Regions from separate parts of the Mus musculus genome. Here all the other regions are linked to region 2. A link is a contact called in public Hi-C, HiChIP or PLAC-seq and promoter capture Hi-C data. All regions are on one chromosome and are shown on one strand. The core of a region is the stretch at or near the end of the contact, and the rest is flanking DNA. Distances in the headings are between cores, read along the strand shown. Region 1 overlaps Slco5a1 (solute carrier organic anion transporter family, member 5A1). Region 2 holds the start of Tram1 (translocating chain-associating membrane protein 1). Region 3 has its middle 53 kb from the start of Gm39592. Region 4 holds the start of Eya1 (EYA transcriptional coactivator and phosphatase 1).

Evidence for each region. Promoter capture Hi-C pulls out the DNA fragments that hold promoters and counts their contacts. A called contact is a pair of places that touch in the nucleus more often than the background predicts. HiChIP or PLAC-seq counts read pairs in DNA pulled down with a chosen protein or histone mark.
Region 1: a contact with region 2 is called in an H3K4me3 HiChIP or PLAC-seq map of craniofacial prominence, with 5 times the contacts expected there. The contact joins the enhancer-like site here to the promoter of Tram1 in region 2. A contact is called at or near these places in 5 of 39 promoter capture datasets (the 3T3-L1 cell line, cranial neural crest, embryonic stem cells and 2 more), 3 of 484 Hi-C or Micro-C datasets (Th1 cells, embryonic stem cells and muscle stem cells), 2 of 115 datasets of contacts at active chromatin or transcription factors (craniofacial prominence and fibro-adipogenic progenitors) and 1 of 9 other capture datasets (adipose tissue).
Region 3: a contact with region 2 is called in a Hi-C map of embryonic stem cells, with 2.4 times the contacts expected there. The contact joins the enhancer-like site here to the promoter of Tram1 in region 2. A contact is called at or near these places in 9 of 39 promoter capture datasets (the 3T3-L1 cell line, cranial neural crest, embryonic stem cells and 4 more), 2 of 484 Hi-C or Micro-C datasets (cardiomyocytes and embryonic stem cells), 9 of 115 datasets of contacts at active chromatin or transcription factors (cardiomyocytes, craniofacial prominence, embryonic basal ganglia and 6 more) and 2 of 9 other capture datasets (adipose tissue and liver).
Region 4: a contact with region 2 is called in a promoter capture Hi-C map of pre-B cells, with 2.1 times the contacts expected there. The contact joins the promoter of Eya1 here to the promoter of Tram1 in region 2.

The regions. Positions count from the first base shown.
Region 1 is chr1:12,873,607-12,876,997 of GRCm38.p6, reverse strand. Slco5a1 (solute carrier organic anion transporter family, member 5A1) reads left to right here. Exons shown (of 9, transcript NM_172841.2): 8 at 624-688. Among named protein-coding and RNA genes, the nearest start is that of Slco5a1, 120 kb to the left of the region's middle. Within about 2 kb of position 1,332, at least 45 of the 459 cell types and tissues checked have an H3K27ac peak or open chromatin away from gene starts, as enhancers often do. A contact at or near this core is called in craniofacial prominence, where this site is marked.
Region 2 is chr1:13,587,596-13,591,172 of GRCm38.p6, reverse strand. Tram1 (translocating chain-associating membrane protein 1) reads left to right here and starts at 1,263. Exons shown (of 11, transcript NM_028173.5): 1 at 1,263-1,573. The coding sequence starts at 1,451.
Region 3 is chr1:13,050,453-13,054,116 of GRCm38.p6, reverse strand. No RefSeq gene overlaps it. Among named protein-coding and RNA genes, the nearest start is that of Gm39592, 53 kb to the left of the region's middle. Within about 2 kb of position 1,851, at least 13 of the 459 cell types and tissues checked have an H3K27ac peak or open chromatin away from gene starts, as enhancers often do. A contact at or near this core is called in embryonic stem cells, where this site is marked.
Region 4 is chr1:14,308,454-14,311,952 of GRCm38.p6, reverse strand. Eya1 (EYA transcriptional coactivator and phosphatase 1) reads left to right here and starts at 1,754. Exons shown (of 18, transcript NM_001310459.1): 1 at 1,754-2,307.

The DNA.
Region 1 (3,391 bases), core at 83-2,582, 710 kb after region 2:
GACCTTGAGGGGCGCTGCTCACTTCTTTTCTTCTGACACTTGCTCAGCCTGCTTTCTTATAGAACCCAAGATGGCACCACCAACCCTCATCAATCACCAACGAAGAAAACACTCTACAGCCACATTTTAAAGAAGCACTTTCTTTATTGAGATGCCCTCCTTTCAGATATTCCTAGCTTGTGTCAAGTGGACATAAAACTAGCCAGCAGCTACTTTTCTCCAATCTTGCAGGAATTATGAGGATGGTTTTTGTTAGATGTACCTTCAATTCTGGAACATTCTGACAGAGAAAAAGAGACTGCAATGGTTTGAGTAAATTTTTACATTTTTTTCTTAGTAGAAGGGATTTGGGGGGCTCATTTAGAGGGGCTCTCCCTTCAGCCAAGAGCCTTACCCCTCCCCCACTATTAACACAGAGATAGTTAACCAGTCTCTGATGGAGACATCTACAGCCTGGAATTTACTAAGGGAATCTTGGTTGGTGACTGTTAGTAGATTCTAGTGGATTAAATGTTCTGGGAAGGTGCCTTTCTTAGCTTATGGTTCTGCCTAAGGCAGGCTTGGTTTGACAGGCATTTTCTTGGAACCATTGTTCTAAACCATTTTCTCCTCCTTCCCTGTAGGTCTGTGGAAGATGAGGAAAGGCCCTTCGCGTTGGGAATGCAGTTTGTTTTGTTGCGAACACTTGGTATGTCCCTGAATTTCCAAGTGTGCCCTTAATTCCTCTTTACAGCAGGTTGGGAATGCAGTTTGTTTTGTTGCGAACACTTGGTATGTCCCTGAATTTCCAAGTGTGCCCTTAATTCCTCTATACAGCAGGCAAATGCTATGGTCCTTTAAAAACAGAAGCGGAACACAGAAGTGGAGTCACTTGGTAATTAATGGTTGTAACAGAATCTGACAAGATCAGAGAACACTTCTCTCTCTCTTTTTTTTTAATTCATCTAAAAGTTGACAAGTTCCTTGGACAAAACAAAAGATGGTTAGTTTCCTTTTGACTCTGACTACAAAGGTGTACACAATTCCCCCAGATTTTTAACTTGTAAGAAATCGATATCACGAGCGTTGTAATGAGTTTGTTATCTTGGCGTTTAGGTCTCTTGATGCCTCTTGACAGGAATGTGAGAGAAACCGGGTGCATTTTACTTAGCGTACTTTCAGGTTCTTACTGTGTTCGGGTAATTTAATTGGCTTGATTGAGGTGTACACGTGTAGAGTTTTCGGAGGCAAAGATCTTAAAAAGCAAAAAAGGAGAGGTCACCAAAGTTCACAGAGGCCGCCCGCCCGCCCGCCGCCGCGCGCGCGCGCCCCACCCTCGCCTGCTCGCCCCACCCACTCGCCCCGCCCCTGCTCACCCCGCCCATTCGCCACCTGAACTGTTTTGACTTCCTCAAGCTCATTTTCTCTTAAGCAGCAGTTTCTCTTTTTCCTCTACTGCTGTTTACCTTGACTAATCAAAACCATTGTCCATGTTTTTCATTCACAGTTTAGTTTTGAAAGGTAAATGGTCTCTTTTCTGAAGCACTCACACTCCTGGGATTCTGTTTGCAGCTAGTGTGGGTTGATGACAGCGAGGTTAAAGCTGACTACTTTCAATGCCCTCCAGCAGGAAAAACAAACAAACAAACAAACAAACCAAAACAAAACAAAACCAACCAACCAAACAAACAAAACCCCCTGGTGTGGCTTGTTTGGTATCAAAAAGACTTGGAAGGTTTTTGAAGATTCTTTTGTTCAAAGTGTGCTGGCTAAAGAGGATTTCAGATACAATTGCATACAGTTCATAATTATGCTTTGTGCTTTTTGCCATACACTGAAAGGTGCTACTTTTGTTGTTGTTTAGGGGTTTTGCATTTTCTTATGTGTATTTGACTGGGTCTTGCAATGTGTATTGTCCTTGCTGAATAGGGTTAGGGTTAGGGTTAGGGAATTTAAGTACATACTTCCAGTGATAGCTTGCCTCCTCACAAATGTTGTGATTACAGGTGTATACCATATTACCTGGTTAAAAAGATATTTTCAAAGAAAGGAATTTGTCAAAGTGATGATTGAGTTGAAAAAGAGAAAAAAATACTTATTTTCTCTCTACTCTCTGAAGGGAGTTGGGCTATTTGATATGAATTTGGGGAAAAGATGAACCACCTGTAGAATCGCCACTAAGCCAGGAGAGAACAACACCTGGTGAACGTTACTCAGCCCATGTTTGTCATTTACATGGTGCTGCAGAAGTACAGTTAAGCTAACCATCCAAATTTGATTTTCCCCAAATTAAAAAGAAAAAGACTTCTCAGTTCTTTATGAAACTTACTATTTAATCTTACTACTCGGCTTCATTTTGAAGATTTACTTTCATTATTTTTAACTATGCGTATGTATGTGTGTCTGTGTGTAGGTGTGGGTGTGGGAGTGGAGGTGCCTTAGGGAAACCTTTGGAGCCTGAGTGAGGGTGGCTGTGAGCTGCCTATGTGGGCTCTGGGAAGCTAATCAGCCAACTCGATAAGCCACTGAGCTATCTCTCCAGCCCCTAGGCCTTATCTTCAATAAATTCCTAACAGAGTCTGTTCACAGGCCTGTTTGTGAGCTGTTAGATGCCCTGTTTTATTTCGTCCCTCATTTTCCTTCCCTCCTTCTGTGTTGCTTTAACGTAGCCAGCTCTTACTTCTGTGCACGGAGCATTCGTGGACTGTTGTAAAAGTTCTTAGGCTGCAAAGCATAAAAAGGAATAGGCTCTGGATCGAGGAGTGTGTTGGGTGACAAATAGCGGAGGCTTTAAGTGCTCATTGCTAGTAGGTAAAGTAGAGGTACGTGCAAGACTCAATGGCAGCAGAGTGGTGTCCAACAGATCCAGGGATCAAAAGGAATGGCTCATAGGCAAGGGAATGAGTTAGAGGTGGGGCAAATTTTTGGCGAAGAGTGTATGATGTAGTAAACATGCTTTCCTGTGGAATTGGAAGAGATGTCTGTTACACACAGCCCAGACAAGAGACCTTCAACTTCTAGGATTTTCAGAAGCTTCAAAGATAAATTATAGGCCTTGATTATCTCCACACACTAAGTACCTTTGTGATGTTAAATCTGAAGTGTATCTTGTTAGCTGCTCTGGGGTCAGAGTGGAAGGCACAGCCCTCAGAAGAGTCACTTAGTGGCCTGACAGCCTCCTTCAGTCGGCTTGGGAGAGGTGAGTCTCTTCCCTGAGCCACAGAAAAGAGTCTCAGCATGGGTCAGTAAGAAGTTCAGAGGAGTTTGTTAAGAAGACACTTGACCAGACTTGAGCATGACTGTGCTGCTGAAGACCCTTAGGACAAAGACAGTACCCACTGATGTGTGGTCCTGGCCTTCTCAGGAGAGATTGCAATCTTACGGTAGCCATATATGCAATTTTAGTGGCCTC
Region 2 (3,577 bases), core at 14-2,513:
AGTTTCTACTAGGTCAACTCTCTATCCTTACTTGTTGAGCCAATGGATACATAAGTAAGGGAATTGAGCCTCATAGAAGTAACTTGTCTGTAGAAACACAGGCAATAAGTTGAGCATAATAATAAATTGACGCAATAACCACTTTTTTTTTTTTGATTTTTCAAAACAGGGTTTCTTTGTGTAGTCCTGGTTATCCTGGAACTCACTCTATAAACCAGGCGGGCCTCGAACTCAGAAATCCGCCTGCCTATGCCTCCCAAGTACTGGGATTAAAGGCCCGTGTGACCACTGCCGGCAGTAACCACCTTTTTAAACTACCATGATTACACTGGAAATGTAATATTCCAGGCCAGGCCCCCTCCTGGCTATACTATAGCGGTGGGAATAGGGAAAGAGACTGAATTGCCTGGATTTGGTGCTATATTAGATGTCAAAAGGCTAATAAAAAGATGCAACCTAGGATTTTAGCTTCTGGACTGGGCAAGTAGTGCACTTTTTCAGAAAAAAATAAATACCCCGGGTTAAACAGAAGTAGGAGAGTGGAGGATTTGGCAAGGGATCCCTTTTCACGATTTCTTGGGATTCCTAAGTAGTGTTAATACCATGTAACAAGTAAATCTAAACTTCCAGTGGGGACCGGGGAGTTGGACAGGACAGAAAAGAGCTTAACTCTGAGGTAAGCAAGCGTTTAACACTTAGGGGATTTTTGGTTTGGTTTGGTTTTGGTTTTTGATTTTTGACTTAGAAACAAGATGCTTCTATGTAGCCCTGGATGGTATTAAACTCAGAGCACTTCTCCTGCCTCAGCGTCCCAAACAATGGGACTACAGGAGTCAACCACTAGCTCATCCACAGCAACGTTGGAAGGCTCAAACTCGCGAAAAGCCCTTGAACAAGCAGGCTACTTCGTTTTTCCAAATTTTCTAGACGGTGGCTATCGCTTACACAAGTGGCCAACAAGTGTGGAACGTGGTAGCACCAAGGCCAGGGTGGGTCGGGAGGGCGCGAAGGCACCCAGCAGCCGTGCATGCTGCAGCAGCACGCGAAGGTATGAACCATTCCCAGGAAGCTCGCGCCCCAAACGACTCCCAACTCCCAGCGCGAAACCTCCGCGCGCCACTCGCGTTCCGCGACCTCCAGCCCACAGGGGGCGCTGTGGGCCACCAGGTGCGGCCACGGCGCGAGCGCGCGGTTTCTTCCTGGTGCGCATGCTCGCCACCGCTGCAGGCTGGCCTTTTTTTTTTTTTTTTTTTTTTTTTTTTTTTTTTTTTTTTTCTCGGGCCGCCCCGGCGGCTGCGTACTGGCTGTGGGATGGGAAGTGAAGCCCCAGCGAGCGGCTGCGGCGGGGCTGTGCGGAGCAGCCAGCGGGAGGCGGCGGCGCGGCGGTGAGCAGCCGAGAGCTCGGAGCGGGGCGGAGGAAGCACCTGCAGGCACAGGCGGCGGCTCCACCATGGCGATTCGCAAGAAGAGCAACAAGAACCCGCCGCTGCTGAGCCACGAATTCTTGCTGCAGAATCACGCGGACATCGTCTCCTGCCTGGCGATGCTTTTCCTGCTGGGGCTTATGTTCGAGGTGAGCCCTCCTTCCCGGACCCCGGACCCCTGGCCAGGCCCGCCGACCCTAGCGTACCCGGCCGGAGCTGCGCAGCCCCCCGCGGCCCTGCAGCCCTGGCCCGGTCCGGCCCGCCGCCCCCTCCCGCGCCGCGCAGTTCCTGCTTCCCGCGAAGGGTTACGTGGCAGCCGGCGAGGGGCCGGCGGGGGTGGCGGGCGCGGCCGTGCTGGCCCTGCGCGATGGGCGGACCCGGGGCCGGGGCAGCGGGGCCGGATGACTAACAGGGACCCCTGCTCGACCCCGACCCACGGCCTCGGCCGCTGCCTGCGCGGAGGGCGAGGACCGGGTGTTCGAACCCGGTGGCCCCCTGCCCGCCGACGGCCGCTCGTCCAACTTTCCGCCTGGGCTCTGGACTCTGGGTTCCCGGAGCATCGGGTCTGATCCCGATGCGAGGCTCGCAACAGCTGTGTTGAGGAGTTGAGCGATTTCCTTTCTTGAAGCAGAGGCGATGAGACTGTCAGGAGTGTGTAAATTCTCTTCCCACAGATCTGAGTATTTTGATGACTTATTTAACAGCTGTTGAATGTGGGTAATAAAGTTTGCAAGGTGAACCTGTAACATCCTACGGGTTTTTTTTTTTTTTCCACCTTCCTCAGTACTTCCGCCCACTCCCCTCCCCCTTCCATTTTTTTTTTTTTTATCTGTAAGCCACTGAGTCTCATTAAATATATTGATATATTGATGATTACCATTTTGTCTCCTCTCTCCCTGGCATGTAACCTAGTGAGGATAAATATTTTGTCATCCATTTTTACTAGTCTTTTTCCGCTGTGAAGAATCGAGCTTTAAAGGTTTGAGTTGAAAGCAAGGAACTAATGAAATGAGACAGCCAGTGATGAAAAGTGATTACGATTTTGTTTTTTGTTTTCCATGGAGCCAATTTGGTGTCATTAGATAATTTTCTATGTTATATGATGTTTTTTCTCTTCCAAAAGTCTTTTCTGAATCTACATGTAAGTACTTCTTGTTCTTGATAGTGTCACAGATGGTTGTAGCCACTTAACTAAGGAGGGTTGCAGGGTGAAGGGCAAATAGAACTAGTCAGAACGCTTACTAGATAACCCAACTCAGATACGCTGTTCATCCTCCCTTACATCGCTTGTACAGGCCTCACAGCTGCCGTTTGAGGAATCAGGTAATTCGGCTTAGAGAAGTTTGACAGTATTATATGAGTGGGTGGTATTTACATATCTAGGGTTTGATTGTGGCCCTGTAGTAAATGCTTGCTTTGATTATTGGTTGTAGCGTGAATCTAGGAGTTTTATGGCTGACCTGTACCTCGAGTCTTTAGTGCTTGGTGCTCTATTGCTTCTGCGTGGCTCAGAAGTATGGCTCTGGGTTCAGTTATAAGCAACATACACAATGTATGTTTGTAATCTCTGAATTTGTGAAAACTGTTTTCTTGCTATAGTATTAAAGGTACCTCATGGACGTGGCCAGTAGGCATTTGTCACCATATGCAGGAGAGTTGTGAATTCAAATCCAGTGGCAACTACATAGTGAATTCTAGCTCTGAAGACCACTGCTCACCTCCGCTTCTCATCCTGACAGCCCCTGCCTTCAGAGGTGTGCTGATCTGCTGAGCATACTCACAGGCTGTAAGGGAAGGAAAATTGACAGCAGAAGTCTGGACACTTAGAAATGCCACAACCTCAGTTTTTATATAAACTTCTGCCCTATTTTTCTAGGATGGTCACTATTACATTAGTGACTTTTTTTTTTTTTTTTTTTGGAGGTAGAGACTTTTTGTGTTGTCCTGGCTATCCTGAAATTTATTAATGTAGACCAGGTTGGCCTCAAACTCACAAGAACCACCTGCCTCTGCCTTCTGTGTGCCGGATTAAAGGTTTCTGACAGTAAGTGGATGCTTTAATGCTAACTAGAAGCTTTTAAATCACTCCAGAAAGGTGTGCTGTTAAAATGGTGAGCCGAGCAGAGCAGCTCGTGCAGGTCACTTATTCTCCT
Region 3 (3,664 bases), core at 602-3,101, 540 kb after region 2:
AAACTCTATTAAGATGTGTAGCCAAAGAGTCTGCAGTTGTCAGAAGCTGTGTAAGATTCTTTAGTGAGGGAGCTGGCCACAGTGTCAAATAGTAAAGACAGTTTGGAATAGGAAGTTGACTGCTCTGCCATTCACACTTCAGTTAGATTTACTCTAACTAAATCTAGAACTCATCTGAAATCTGGAACATTTTACCCACTCATAGGTAGTAGGAACAGCAGACTGGGTGTGATGGTGAACCTGCATTGTCAACTTGACTGAATTTAGAGTTGCCTTGATTCTAGACAGGTGTGCTGGTGGCCCTCACTTGTAATCTCAGCCTCACGAGGCAAAAGGATTTCCAGGAGTTCCAGGCTAGACTGGGCTACATAATGATTTCCAGACCAACTTGGGCTATAAGGAGTGAGATGCTGTTTCAAAACTCAAAAGCAGAGTCACCATGGAACATATCATTGAGTGTGACTATGGGGATACTTCTAGAAAGGTCTATCTGAGACATGCAGACCCACCTTGAATGTAGGCATCCTGTTTCCTGAGACGGAGTCCCAGACTTAGTGAAAAGGAGAAGGGGAACTGGAAACCAGTTCTCACCAGCCCATCTCTTTGGTGGATGATCCTGGAGGTTCTGGCTACCATTCCTTTACACCATCAAACTGTAATCTCAACACTTGCAAGGTAGAGGCAGGTAAAAATTGGTGAGTTTGAGGCCAGCCTGGTCTACATAGGGACTTCCAGCCAGTCAGGTTTGAGACCCTGTCTCAAAACCAACCAACAAGAAACCAGTGAGCCCAACTCAATCCTTGCTTCCTTAAGTGGTGTGCCAGGTGTTTTGTTCTGGCCACTAGAAAAGCCATGGGTCTGCTGCACGTGTTTAGGAGGCTGTAAAGCAGGGGCCACACAGGGCTTTGGTTCCTGATAATCGACAAGTTGGTCAGCCATTGGAAGAGGAGTAAGGCTCACCCCCAAGTGGAGCATTAGGACCAGCATTGTTGGCGGTCCGTCTTAGGAGCGTTGTAGAAGTCTTCTGGGTTGCCTTGTGAGTTAATGAGCTGCTGACTGTCTCAGAAGAAAGAAAGAAAGAAAGAAAGAAAGAGAGAAAGAAAGAGAGAAAGAGAGAAAGAGAGAAAGAGAGAAAGAGAGAGAGAGAGAGAGAGAGAGAGAGAGAGAGAGAGAGAGAGAGAGAGAGAGAAAGAAAGAAAGAAAGAAAGAAAGAAAGAAAGAAAGAAAGATAGATTTCCATGGCAACACTAGTCTTTGAGCTGGGACAGTCATAACACATTTTGATCCCAGTATCACAAAATCCATTCAGTTTTTTTCTTAGGGACCATTTAGAATTTTTGCTTTTATGTAGGGGACAAAAAAAAAAAAATCCATGCGGACAAAAACAAAAACAAAAACAAACAAACAAACAAAAAGCTGGGCGTTGGTGGCACACGCCTTTAATCCCAGCAGAGGCAGGTGGATTTCTGAGTTCGAGGCCAGCCTGGTCTACAAAGTGAGTTCCAGGACAGCCAGGGCTATACAGAGAAACCCTGTCTCGAAACCAAAACCAAAACAAAAAAATCCATGCGGCAGGAGGGACTTCAGTGTTCCTCCAGACCCCCTTGATGTTTTGCAGAGAGAATATGAACCTTAAGGTTAGGAGGTGGGTCGAGGTCATGCTGCTATTTAACCTTAGAGAGGAGCTTTGAGGGAGCTTGCCCTTCAGTGACTCTTGGCTATGTCCTCCCAAGAGGAGCGCAGCCTTGTTAGAAGGGAGCTGCTAGGTGACACCTCAGGACTGCAGGTGCTGCTTGCTTTCTCACTTACACCGAACAACTCAGAGCCAAGAGCAGCCCTGTAATTCTGGCAGGGGGTAGAGGCAGAAGGAAGAAGAGTTCCCGACAAACCGGACTTGGGCAGAAAGGTCAAAGCTGGGACCCATCACTTGAAACCGGTGTCTGTGCGCCACCTATAGGATTTTTGGAGAAGAAACACAGCATTTTCCTTTTCCTGCAGGTTAATTCTCGAGGCCATTGAGAAATGTACTATTTCTTTCTTTTTAAAAAAAAAACATTTATTTATTACATATAATGTACACTGTAGCTGTCTTTAGACACTTCAGAAGAGGGAGTCAGATCTCATTACGGGTGATTGTGAGCCACCATGTGGTTGCTGGGATTTGAACTTTGAACCTTCGGAAGAGCAGTCGGGTGCTTTTACCCACTAAGCCATCTCACCAGCCCCGTACTATTTCTTTTTTTTTTTTTTTTTTTTTTTTTAAAGATTTATTTATTTATTATATGTAAGTACATTGTAGCTGTCTTCAGACACACCAGAAGAGGGAGTCAGATCTCGTTACGGATGGTTGTGAGCCACCATGTGGTTGCTGGGATTTGAACTCTGGACCTTCGGAAGAGCAGTCGGGTGCTCTAACCCACTGAGCCATCTCACCAGCCCCCCCGTACTATTTCTTAAAACACCAAAGTAGATGATATTTGCTTGCTTTGCAAAGGAAAGCACTAGGAAAGACAGAGAAGGCACCATGCCTCTGGGAGAGCATGGCAGGACCAACGTTTAAAAAGTTCCCCTTCCCATCTCTAAAGATCCCTTGACCAAGCTTTTGACTCCTTTCCATCATGTCCTAGTCTGCTTTCGACTGCTGTGATAAACAACGTGACGAAGTGGGCTAGAAAGATGGATCAGCAGTTAAGAGCACTGGCTGCTCTTCCAGAAGGCCAGAGTTTGATTCGCTGCACACACATGGCAGCTCCTAACTTTCTGTAACTCCAGTCCCAGGGAATCCTCGGCCCTTTTCTGGAATCATTGGGCATCACTGTGCATGAATATGGTGCCCAGACATACTTGTAAGCAAAACACCCATACACATAAAAACAACAACAACAACAACAACAACAAAACAACAATAATAAAAAGTCTACCATGACCAAAAGTAAATTAAGGACAAGTTATCTGGTTTTCAGGGTACAGCTCATCACCGAGGGAAGTCAAGACAGGAACTCAAGGCAGAAGGGAGGAAGGAGAGAGTGGAGCAGAGCCTGCAAAGGAGTGCTGCTTACTAGCCAGTAAACCTGCCTCCTTGTATCACCCAGGACTACCGGCCCAGCAGTGGCACCACCGGGGATGGTCTGGCTCTCCGATATTAATGATTAAGAACATTTCCTACAGACATACTCACAAACGATCTGATGGAGGTAAACCCCCAGCTCAGGTTCCCTCTTCCCAGATGACTCTGGCTGTGTTGACAAAAAACTAACGGTACCAATCCTAATTAGTCTTCCCCTTTGAAACGTTATCGTTCCGTGAGGCAAGAGAATTGTCACAAGTGTAATGTCAACCTGTTGATCAACCTAAAAACGGACTACAGGCAGAAAGGAAGAAAGGCAGGAATCCAGTATTGCCTTTCATAAAAATGAAATTACCAGGAAGTACAATGTACTTCATTAGAGGGTAGCATAACTGAATACTGAGAACAGCACAGGGTCTCCTCTGTAGGCTGGCCAAAGCTCCAGCTATTCTCTTGAGTGCTGGGAATACAGTCATTTACACCGCTCTGCTTCAGGTTTGTTCTAAATGACGGTTGCGATCTGCCCACACAGCCTCACTCACCTTCCACTTCAGTACGAAGCACCCTTGACCGTTTTGTTTTGTTTTTTTTGTTTTC
Region 4 (3,499 bases), core at 505-3,004, 720 kb before region 2:
GGCATTTTGCTTGGTTATTTAAATAAAAATTATTGAATTTCATTACAAAAGTACATGTAATACGATAAATTTGACTGTAACATAGACAAGTAACTTGTATGTAAAACTGACATGGTATTTCTGCCGCTTTGACTTCACAGAGTGTGCACATTCTGGGTTCTCCAATATTATAATCTTTTATGAACTGCATGAATGACATTTGAGCAATACATGTCCAAAATAATTTTAACCTATAGGAAGCATGAATGCAATAGCTGAAGGTAAAGTTTAAGCCAGAGGTCAAATGTTATGTCTTGGGTAATTTAGTAACAAATCTAAGTGCAAAAGAAGTTACTGTCTGGGTGCTTGGTATTGTAAATAGAACTAATGTAGCATTAGATTTTACCTGACTGCAACAGAAAACTCCATAATAGACTTTGTTTTTTCTGCACATGCACTTTGGTATGTTGAATAACTGATCCTTCTGGTCTGAGAGAGTGCTGTAGGAGGTAACGTAACTATGTCAGCTGCATATATGATCCAATAGCAATCAACTGTTTTTTTGACCTGGCTTCCCAAATATGGTAGATACCTAGCTCATGGTTCCTTGCTGGTGCTGAACAAGATGAAATCCTAGGTGAGTTTGAAGTCCCAGCTGCCTCTTAGGTTTGACAAAGTGCTCCTTTGCAAGGAATTTAGACTGGCATCCTTTCTAGGAGGGGAAGGGAGAACTCCTGTTTGGAATTTTGGTCCTTAGAACCATTTAGTTGGGTTTTGTTTGCATCATCTGAAGGTGCTTTCGTTTCCTAATTGGCAGAGTTAAGGTAGGACCCATCTATCTCCTCTATTAGTTGATGTGAAGTTACTGTGATGTAAAAACATGTTCATACCAAGGTGAGAAATTAAAATAAGGAGACTTTTTTTTTAATAAAAAGAGCACATAGAATAGAAATATTGGTGATGATAAAAATACCTTCTTAAAATGCATATCCAGACTTAATTTCAGAGTGAGTGTTAGTTTGCATTTGCATTTAAACTGTGATATAGGACCGACAAAATATTAACCCATATAAGGAGACGCCTTCTTTCAAGATTACAAATTATCATAATGGCTAAACCCTTGACTTGGATAAAACATAGTTTGTTAACTGAAGCTCAGCTCCTAGGTGTCACCGAACGAACGCCTAACTCATAGATTCTGAATTAAGGTTGTGAGTTTTTAAAAGGATAAGTTGCAAAGCAAGTTCCAGACTAAACGAATCTCTTCTCAAGACCCATTTAAAAATGTTAATGGTGAAATATTATCTGGGTCCTAGCCAAAGAACTGAAGCCTTTGGCCTCCTAGCAACCCTTGCAGAATCCTCCGCCAGGCTTTCATTGTTAAGCTGCTAATAGCTAACACGTTTGCCCATTCTCCCTCTACTTCATAGAAACAGCTTTTTTTTTTTAAATCTTCTCCAGACCTGTAAGTAGGTAGGTACTTTAGGAAAAAGTGTTAAAAGTATCCGTTCTCCTAAGTTTCAGGTCCTCAAAAAAAATTTTAAAAAAAGTATTGAAAAAGTGTAAAAGATAACATGCAACTACTCCCCAAAGATCTTAATTGGGAGCTACTGGCGCGGGAGGATGTGTGTGTGTTGACAGAGGTTCCCACAAGTTCTTCCCCCACAGCTGTTTATTCAGATATCATGGGGCGCGTCATTTACATAATAAATTTTTTTTTAAAGCAGCGAGGTTGAGTCAGACCAAGCTCTGCTCCTCTCAATTGTTGCATTTAAACCAATAAGGTTAGGACAAGAGACTAGCTGTGGTTTGCGTTGCAAAAACAAAACAAAACAAAAAGCCCCGAGGCTTCGTGGGCAGACCTACAAGGCTGCGCAAACAAATCGGGGGATGAGATTTTGCTGTTTCTTTGTCTAGGCGTCTCAGATGCTATCTGCCGCTGCCGTTCGCTGGGGCGCAAAGCCGTTCCCAAACAGACCGCGGCGAGCTGATGGCTCCGAGCTTGCGGCGAGGTAGCGAGTGTGCAGGGCCACTTCCGACTGGAAGCCTTCCTGTGGCGGTGCGCGGTGGCGGGGTCCTTCCTGGGGAAGGCGATCGCGCTCAGTCGCTCCACAGCCCGAGCCTGCAGCAGCGCCCGGGCGCAGTCCCCGGGAGCCGGGCAATCCCCGGCCTCTGCGCTCCGCTGCCAGCCGCGTCACAGCGCCTCTGAGAGCTCCCGGGTCCCCGTGTTCCTGCACAGCAGCCAAACTATGTCAGGAATGGAGGTCTGCTAACACAGAAAACTCCAAGGAGCACACTAAACCGGTGGAGGCAGCAGATGTGAGCGCTGTAAGTACAAGCTGGTGTTTGAAAAACTGTAATGACCAAGTACTACTTACTGTCTGGTGGGCAAAGCCCGAGATAACTGGAGAGCCTTTATTAGGGTTTTGGTTTGTTTTCAAAGAAAAAAAGCACTGTGGCTTGGGGAAAACAATAACACTGTTTCTGGGACTTTAGAAGCCGCTGGGTTCCGTCGTAAAATTGTAATCTTTACCCTCCAAATGATCGGAGCCATTAGGATCATTAAAGGATCATTGCAAATTAACTACTTTTGTTCTGATTTTTATAGATAAGTAGAACACTAGGTAATATTCTCAGACGGGGGAATTATTTCATATCTTTTCTTAATTGCTGCACTAGCCCCAGAATATTGAGTGGTATTGAACAGGGTTATATCCATACATAGATGTATAGGTACGAAAGGTATACTTAGTGGTATTTATTACACAGATCACTTTTTCTACGGCTAGGTTGATAAATGAGGAAAGGTTTACAACGGAAAACTCAGCAGATGAACAACGAGCTGATAACTATGTTTTCAAGAAGGACACCTTTTTGTTCCAAAGCAAATTTATCAAAGACTTTACTAAGCAGGCTCATCTTCAGTATTCGATACAATAAGCCTTTGGTCCCTTAAAGTATTTGTCCCTCTCTGGCCCTTTTTGTGATTTGAATGCACTTGGAAGCTAAACTCCAGATTTTGAAACTTTTGAATATTCGTGTAAAGCACGGCCCTTCAAAATCAGTATTTGAATTGCTAACAACTCATAGGCTTACACTCTTGGGAGGAATTTTGAAGACATTTAAGCATAACGTTTGCAATAATTCAATACATTATGAACTGTCATTGAGTTTAGACAAGTGTTTTTAAGTTTCATTTCTTAAGATGGCCAGGGGTATAGAAACTTGTTAGCTGGGAATCATGGTGTGTAGCTGTATAGGTTTGAAGTTGTCTTTCTAATGTCTTTCAGAGAAGGTTTTATTTTATGCTTGTGAGAGTCTTTCCCCCGCTCTGTTTAGAGTTTGGGGACATGCACACAGGAATAGTCATGCCTTCATATGATCAAACATTTAATATTTGACTTTCTCGATGCTTGAGTTCTCCTAAGGCCCAAAGTGTTTAGTAAGTAAGCAAGCAGCTGTGGATTTTCAGCCTTTGAAAACTCTTTGTGGTGACAGACATAGAAGTCTAATTGAGCCA